2 separate regions of the Zea mays genome follow, and region 1 is linked to region 2. A link is a contact called in public Hi-C data. All regions are on one chromosome and are shown on one strand. The core of a region is the stretch at or near the end of the contact, and the rest is flanking DNA. Distances in the headings are between cores, read along the strand shown. Region 1 overlaps LOC103653786 (a long non-coding RNA gene). Region 2 holds the start of LOC100282274 (enzyme of the cupin superfamily).

Region 1 (4,745 bases), core at 274-2,773, 110 kb after region 2:
GTTCTCTGCCTGCACATTAGCTGCTAAGAGGCATATTGACTCCACTACCATCTTCGATGTCCAAGGTGTGGTATGTTAATGATTCAGTTTGAGCTGTGCTTACAAAATGCAGATTTGTGTGGTTTTTGCTCTTAGAATATATTGCTTGTCATATATATGTTTGTTGTTCTGTATCACAGCTTCTTTAGCTAATCGATATGATATGAGGCCTAGGAGTTGCCACTTTGCTTATGCTTGCTTCAACTCTTCTCAGGGGCTCACATGGATCATCCCCGAGCGCAAGCAAACTTTGAGATCGCGCCGAAAGCATGCCATCCCTGGAATCCTTCAGTTGGGAGTAACATTTAGTTCCACTCTGTGGTTTTTGCTCTCTAAATATATTGCTTGTCATACATATGTTTGCGATCTCATAGATTTGGATTTTGAGCAGTACCAGTTTATTATTTTTGTTAATGCAAGCCTTGAAGCGTATCAAACTCTATGAACTGGTATGATTTGGAAGATAGGAACTGTAACTTCTATGTTGCAAATAATCTATGAGGTGTGAGCTGCTAGAGGTAAAACTTGCTGAAATAGTTATGATCTGAAATAGTCATGTATCTTGTGATATTAACAATTCCTCATAGTATTTGACTATTTGTATTGTAGCAACTGCTCCTTTTGCTTCGTGTAGTACTAAATTTACTGTTGCTTGTTTAAAAGAAAAAATTTAGGTTCCATTTGCAATAGTGGATATGTTTTCACTGTCTGATGAATGCTGTTGAGATATTTGGTTTTTCTTTTGTCAAACTCCAATTAATATATTTTCCTTGTATTGTATGAATTGCGATGTTCAGAAGCACAAAGATATTAGTAAAGCCGAGAAGGACATCGTTCTCAGGTATGTTCTTATGTTTACTTTACATTCAAGAAGGACATTCTATTTGAAGCTCAACTTATCGTGTAAATTGGTTTCAAAGCTCAACAAGTATTGTGATGCTTGGTATTTTTGTTCTTCACACCCCCTTCGCCAAGGCCATCAATGGCGCCGCGCTGCACCTCTTCAGCTTCGCCGAGGCCATCAACATCGGTCGCCCACCTAGAAACTCTTTAAGATCATAGACCTCCACGATAGGCTCTCGAAGTCTCGGACCTCCTATCCGACGTCTTTGGCTATACCTAGCCTCAACATCGAGATGACGATGTGAGGACTCTAGGTCAATGTCTCTAGCGTTGTCCTATCATGAAAAGCAAATTATCACGAAATGTTTTTATGGATTTTATCTTCATTAATAAAGATAAAATTATAGTTATGTAAACATTCTTAACCTTTAAAAAGATGCTAACAAAAACATTGAATGATAATTAATGCTTCTGCATCTCAATATATCTTATTATAGCATGTTTACTCCGTAGCAACGCACGGGCACACATCTAGTTAATGATTAATAACAACTGACCGCTGGGCTCTAACCAGCCCACCTCGCCCGTCGGCCCCAAAGGAACGGTCGGGCCCGGCTCGGCCTCGCCAACCCAGCACGTCAGGCCTTGGAACAAATTGACCGTGCGATTGCCGCGTCGCGGTCCAATACGCGCTCGGCCTTCTGACGTACGGCCCACGTCCTCGCTTCCGCGTTCGAACCGGAACCGAAATCAAAGTCCCTGCCGCCAAGCCATAAAAGCCAGCGTGCCGGTCAAACGATCAAGAAGACGCCGGACTTGTTCTCGCTGACGCCGCGCAGATCGACCACGAGCATCTGCCGAGACTGTAGCGGAGGAGGCATTCCTCGCAGCAAAATGATGTTGTGAGAGTCGCCCCTGGACTGTACGCCTCCTCCGCCTTGGGCACTAGCCCGCCAACCAGAAGCGCGGGGAGGAGGACGTGGTCAGGGTCATATCGGCGACGCCGCCAGTGACGGAGGCAAGGGGACCCGTGAAGCCCGTCGACGCGTCGTTCGGTTGCTTGCATTGCCTCCAGACCGTCGTGTTCCGCATCGACTGACCTTATCGGTCTTTAGGACCAGTGCCGGAAACATGGCTGGGTTTTTTTTTCACCACGGTTCAAAAACATGAGTCTAAAGTACGACCCGATATAAAATAATATGTGTCTGACAGCACGGCTTGAGGACGGGCCTACGGCGGGTCTTAAATTTCGTTCCGTCGGGCTCCTCGTATGACCCACACACATGTGTCGGTCTTAAACGTTACCGTTCAATGAAGTTTATATTGTTTAATTTCTTTAATTTAGTAAGCTATAAACTTTATATTGTTATAATATTTAGACTCTACGTGGTCAAATGATACTAGCATTATTTAATATCTTTAGTTTAATAAATTATAAACTTTATATGGTTGTAATATCTTAATTTTATGTGGTTTAAATATATTGGTCGGGCTTAGGTCGGCACGGTCCAACGAAGTCACGACGTGCTTTAGAGCCGAATTAGGCTACTGTTTCTACTATTTGGACTAGCATGGCACGACCTAAAAGTCTTTTAGGCCTTCTTGGCCAAGCCCGTTTGCCCCGAAGAACGATGGGCTTGGGACGTCCGGCCCGACCCAATTACTAGCACTAGTTGTTGTCTCAGCAACGTTCTTTAAATTTCGCTCCTAAAGAAATATTCTCTATATGATCTATATCTTCTCCATCAACGTACTCTAAATTTGGTTTCTCTATTGCTATAGTGTTGACATAATTCATATCCAACATTATTTATTCCTTGGTTTTCATATATCATCTTGTCATGCAAAACTATGTTTGAATTTTAAAATTTGAATTATTTAAAATATCTCGGATGGAAAAACCACCAGTAGGTCTTGAAATATAATAAAACTTTATAATTGACAATTTTTTGATTTTAAATCATCTTATCATTAAAATTCATGTGAAGTTTTCAAATTTAAAATTCAAATTTTGTAAACGGTCTCGGATGTAGAAACTATCAAAATAGAACTTGTAGATCTTGAGAAGTTATGCAAGTTTATAGTTGATCACATTTTCAAATGAATTCATTTAGTGTCTCAAATAATCAAATTACCCTCAGTTTGTTATAATACACGAGAAATGAAAACGTAATATAGACACAATTGATGTATTAGTATAGTGGTAGAGTAGGGTATGTGCGAGAGAGTGGTTGTGAGTTCGAATTTCACCATTCACAAAACATGTAAATTTGATTCAAAATAAAGTGAAAAATGATAGAGCGATGAGTATAGTAATTGATAGTGGTTGGAGAGTTGTTCCTATAATTTAAAAATGTTTTGATGTTTTTTGGGGGTTTTTTAGATTATTAATTTGTCGAGTGTTTTTCTTTACCGACACTCAGCAAAGTCTTTGTCGAATGTCCGAAAAAAGATACTCGACAAATAACCCTTTGTCGATAAAATGTCTGCCAATTGTTTGAGACACTCGGCAAAGAAAGTGAGTCCGTAGTGAGTGAAGAGGGGCTCGTATGATGTGGGTTTTCATAAGCTACGATATCCGTTCTACAATAAATTAACTTATTATAAAATTACATTAAATCCAATTATTCGAAATTTCATTAAGTTTGAAACATATTCATATCTACAAAACAGAACTAGATATATTATAAAATATATCTTATAATAATATTATTACATGCCATAAATGATGCTACTTTTTTGGGTTAAATTAAACATACTTTAACTTCAACTGATTTCATAATTGATTTATTTGAGACCAAGATCGTAGAAAAAGCATCATCAAGGTAGCCTATGAGATTGTTATAGTCTCAACCAAGTATGATTAAAAGATGCTTTCACGTATAGGGGCTAGATCTTTTGAACCACGATACACAAGCTCTACTCGATGTTTGTACAGTGCAAGATGGTAAGAGTGTCTGTACACAACATCACGACGACGACTTGAGCTTGAGGAGATGGCGGCCACGTCCAGCGGCGAGTTCTAACTTTCTAAGTGATAGTGCCAACCTATTGTTACACGTACATATGCACCGTGCAGAATGCACTGGTGTTGTGTTGCATCTCAAACCTCATGGTATGTTACTATGTTACTCCTATAGGATGATTGCACAATAACAACCATGAGATATACAGTACTACTTTTGTCTAAGAGCATCTCCAACAATACCTCAAACTAATGCCTCAAATCGAAATATAGGGCTCTACACAGGAAAAATCACTCCAACAGTGCCTCAATTCAACAAATTTTGTCAAAAAACTATAGGGCACCATCTCAAGTGCCTCAAATATACTACACCGTGGTGGGCTGCCCTACAATCTAGATTTGGGGCTTTACTGTTGGAGCGGAGTGTTTTGTTGGTGCCCTAAATTCTATAAAATTTACTTAATTTTAAATTATAAGGCATTTTTATAGGTCACGTTGTTGGAGATGCTCTAAGATTACTATTTTTCCTTCAGACAAAAAAAAGATATTGACACGTTGCAAAATTAGCATATGCTAATTATCTTTTCGAGCATTCATTAAAAAAAAAACAAGAATGACATATCGCGACGATGTTTTTGAATTCTGATCCACCATCATCGTCGTCGATGTCTGTCATGGTAGAGACTATTAAGTTGCATGCATCAACCAGTCCAATTCAAAAGTTTAAGTTGATAGCAGAAGGTGGACAATTTATTTATATTATATTTCAACACTCACCCTTACGTCAAGCCTCATTTGGGTCTTAGACATAGAATAGGAGTCAGATACAATTATTTTATTTAATTGCGCTAGCCATGATTCGAACTTATGACTTGTGGGTCTAATACCATATTAAGTT
Region 2 (4,450 bases), core at 1,378-3,877:
AATCTCCTTCGTGAATTGGGGGTCTACATATTTGCTTATTTTCAAAATGACTTATTTGTTCCTTGGTAGAATGGGACATAACAAGGTTTAAAATAGTGGTCTAGGGGCATAATGTTTTTGAGGCTACAAGGCTATTGCGCATCTATAACGCAGTTAGAACAAATATCAGATTTATAAAAAAATAAAAATATGTATTTTTTTGTAAAAATATGGAAGTCAAGATATTTGGCTAAGACCAATATGTTTCCAAGGCTCTAAGAGGCTAGGGATATTACACAATACATGATTCATGGAATTCAAGTGTTTAGCACTTTAGTAACATAGTTAGCCACTAGCTAGGTAGCTACACAACATGTAATTAATAAGTTTACTTAGTTCTAAAATACTAGAGTAGTAAAGAATTTATCATCTCGCTAACATAATAGCAACACAATATCATGATTTAGTACATACAAAAAAAACTTACTAGTGCAATCTATTGATCAAACATAGAGTCATCTGAATAAGAAGAATGAGCACTTGAAGACTATTGATCCATGTCAATATCATGTGCATCATCTTATTGTGTATAAAGCGAGTTCGGATTGTTATGTATGAAGCAAGTTCAGGTTGATCTTCATTACATTCATTAATATCATTGAGTTTCCTCATCCTTCTTTATTACATTCATTAATTTTTTGGCCCGCCATGAAAAATAGAAATAGTGTGGCTATTTCGCTAAAGCTACGGCATTCAGCGAAGCTAAATTAGGCTATAGGGGTTGTAGCTGAATAGCGTCCAAAAGTGAAATATCATAGCTTTATGTCTTCCAAAAGGCTATAGTTGAGCTATAGCCCGCTATTTTAAACCTTAGGACACAATGCACATCCTTTCTTTTAGCGAGGTGTTTAATCTAGTTTATGCAACGAGGCAGTCTATCATCATTTCATTTCTCAGTTTTATTTGCAAAACAAGATGGTTAATCTTTCATTACCTCATTCATCGCAAACTAATAATTACTAGTACTACTATGAGAGCAAAGCCATTCTAACTAAAATTAACGAATGAATCCATAATGGATGAACTATAGTAGCTTGTTTCACCAAACCAAACACTCCATAGGTGCTATAGAAACCCCAAGCTTCTGCTTAATGTTGACTATTGTGGTGTTTTCGCCATTAACGAGCAACCATAATAACCAATATTACTCGCCAGTGTTAGGTAGTGTTTGGCATATATGCTGCTTGTTGAAAAATAATGTAGCTCCTTATTGCTAGTTTTTAATTCATCACAAGAAGTAACTAGACTAATAAATTATTGTAGAAACATCTGTTAGTACAACTTCTGCTTAAATTTGTGAATAAAGTGTGTCAAACAATGTCTTAGTTGGATACCAGTTTATTTGAGTATACATCTATTGGTTTTCCAAGACTCAACAACGCGATACTCTATTTTCGTGATTACTAATGTTGCTATAGTCAACACTAGTCATCAATTGGTTTTTTACTATAATATTTTTGGGTTAATAAATACATATGCTTTAATTTGCTATTTTTTGGTAAAGTTTAAACTGATATATTAAGATATACCAAGAATTATAAGAGATTAAATTTCATCCTAAATCAAATCATCATAAATTTGACCAAGTTTATAGATAATAATAACAATAATAAAAATATCAAATTAGCATTGTTATTCAATACATTATGAAATACATTGTCATAAGTGATCTATTTGATATGTTAGATATTAACCATCTTCTCTATAAATTTATTTAAATTAGGCTATGTTCTAAATCTCTAAAACTAATAGTTAGCGGCTAATATTAGTTGAGTGGTTTAGAATGGGTCAACTAATGGACCGACTGTTTGTTAGCTATATCCCAAATAGCCATTAGTTGTTAACTGTTCTAATCTAGACAAATCAGCTAATAGGTAGTTGATGATCGAATTATCTCTGGCACTTTCTACCTAACCGTCGATTTTTCCCTTACAAAGAAGTCAGTCTTTCTCTGAGCTTCTCCTGCCCTGGCTCTTGACCTAGCTAGGTGCACTGCCCGTCGGTTTGTGTTGAACAATTTATTTATTTTGTATGAAATTTAAGTTTGTGGAACCCACTTGTGTGGTATTTTTAAAAAAAAATTATATACTATTTATAATATTTTATTTTTTTATTTGAAATTTTTTATTTCCCAAATATTCATAGCAATAGTAGCATACTGGATAGAAATATGATTCAAAAACAAAGAGAAAGAGACAATGGCAGCAATTACATTTAGCTCATAACAATCTATTAGCTTTAGGTTTGAAACACCCCTAACTATTTAGTTAGCCGGCTAACTAACAACTTATTAGCTGGTTAACAATTTACTCTATAGAGACCTAAGTTTCACTCGGAACAAACTTCGATTCCTTGTGTTTGAGTACGGAGGAAGTATTTTGTGAACTAATTATCCATTCCTAAGCGCTGATCATTTACCCACACATTATCAAGCATCCCAAAGTCTAATCTTATGCACATGGCACATGCATAAAAGAAAATAATAAAATATTTGTCACGCTTTTTATTATTGCTCTCCGGTTTATTACAGGCGTCAGCCGGAAAAGCTTCCGCTCCCAACTGCCCTCGGACCCTCCTTCCCCCCACTACCAGAACTCCTCACCTCACTTCAGCCTCAACGCCTACCAAACTTACGCAGCCTCTCCATAACTGCGAGCTGTTGCTCCTCCTCCCGAGCTACCATTCTCCGTCGATCTCCTCCAGGCTGTAGCGCGCTGCCACGCCCGCCCATGGCCTCGGGCTCGAAACCGGACAGCATGGACACCGACCCTCTTGGCGGCGGCCTCTCCATCGCCGTCGAGCGCAACCCGCCGGAGTCGCGCCTGCAGCAGCTCGGCGTCAGGTCTTGGCCCAAGTGAGCACCGCTGCCGCCGATCACTGCCCGCTAGTTTACTTCTTGGTTTCTCGTCCCCAGCTCCTGATCGCCGTGGCGTATGTAACTGCTGCCGTGCGTGTGCAGGTGGGGTTGCCCGCCGGGGAAGTTCCCGGTGAAGTTCGACGCGCGGCAGACGTGCTACCTGCTCAAGGGCAAGGTGCGGGCGCACATCAAGGGGTCGTCGGAGTGCGTGGAGTTCGGCGCCGGCGACCTCGTCGTCTTCCCCAAGGGGCTCAGCTGCACCTGGGACGTCGCCGCCGCCGTCGACAAGTACTACAAGTTCGACTCGTCCTGACGGCTGACGCACATCGCTCCCGGCCCGGCTCCGCTGATTTGGTCCCGATTATTGGTTCGGCTGCTCGCTTAATTGTGATGATTAGCTTAATTTCCTAGCTAATTTGGTTACATATAGCCCATAGCCTTCTCTGTCGTGTAAAAAAACTGGGAGGGATGCAGCGCATCTAGCTCCCGCGTAGCGTAGCGCGTAGGCCAGTAGATATTCATCCGGCAACTGAAAAAAGAAACCCGGTCAATGCAGGGGCTGTTCAAAGTACCCCTTGTTTATTCGTCCGAGTGCAATCCATCTTGGATGCTTCTTTGACCAGCGCCCTTGGCCTGCGTTGTTTTTTTTAATAATACCTCTATCTTAAAATAGTAGTCATTTTATCTCTTGTTTTTTCTTGTTTTTTATGTCTATATTATATAAATAAAAATAGATATAGATATATATAAACATATATATTAAGTATTGTATTAATCTATTAATTATCTAAAATGAATTTTAATTTATGAGAGAGTATTCGGAAAATCTGACCAATTGCAGCGTTGGTCAAACAAAGAGTAAATTTCATTAGATACTATTGATCTCGTGTTTACATTAATTGAATATGTTTCTCATGTCTCTAAATAGTATACAGAGATATGGCCGTGCCGGAAATTTTTTGTGGCACTATACAAAAAACTAAAATAAGACCTATCTTTAGACAAAATAATATAATTTTTAATATTAATATTGTAATAATTGTTAAACAATATATAATACTTTTGCATTGTAATAAGATAATGAATATATCATGAAACATACCTGAGTTAAATTTTCGATTTCTTACGTTTTTTATAACGTGAATCATATTGTGATATTTTCTAATTGGATTCCGGCGGAAAGATATGAATTTGATGCACTGTTCAATAGACATATAAATATAGGATGTCATGTAAAAAGCAAAAACAAATTACTAGAGCCTAGAGCTAGACGCCTAGACCCAGTAGATAATTATTTTTAATACTCTCTCTATCTCAAAATAGTAGTCATTTTATCTCTTGTTTTTTATGTCTATATTAGATGAATGAAAATAGATCTAGACATATATATAAAACAAATATATTAAGTATTGTATGAACCTATTAATTATCTAAAACAAATTTTATTTTGGGACATCGAGAGTATTCGAAAGTTCTAACCAATTGCAGCGTTGGTCAAACAAAGAGTAAATTTCATTAGATACTATTGATCTCGTGTTTACATTAATTGAATAT

Evidence for each region. A called contact is a pair of places that touch in the nucleus more often than the background predicts.
Region 1: a Hi-C map of ear shows a contact between it and region 2, with 2.7 times the contacts expected there. The contact joins the enhancer-like site here to the promoter of LOC100282274 in region 2. A contact is called at or near these places in 5 of 25 Hi-C or Micro-C datasets (bundle sheath, ear, endosperm and 2 more).

Annotation. Positions count from the first base shown.
Region 1 is chr4:146,513,383-146,518,127 of Zm-B73-REFERENCE-NAM-5.0, forward strand. It overlaps LOC103653786 (a long non-coding RNA gene), which reads left to right. Exons shown (of 10, transcript XR_002750540.1): 8 at 1-70; 9 at 254-880; 10 at 1,015-1,292. Among protein-coding and RNA genes, the nearest start is that of LOC103653786, 8.0 kb to the left of the region's middle. Within about 2 kb of position 1,524, at least 18 of the 20 cell types and tissues checked have an H3K27ac peak or open chromatin away from gene starts, as enhancers often do. A contact at or near this core is called in bundle sheath, ear, endosperm and 2 more, where this site is marked.
Region 2 is chr4:146,397,416-146,401,865 of Zm-B73-REFERENCE-NAM-5.0, forward strand. LOC100282274 (enzyme of the cupin superfamily) reads left to right here and starts at 2,628. Exons shown (of 2, transcript NM_001155186.2): 1 at 2,628-2,893; 2 at 2,999-3,579. The coding sequence starts at 2,769. The coding sequence ends at 3,209.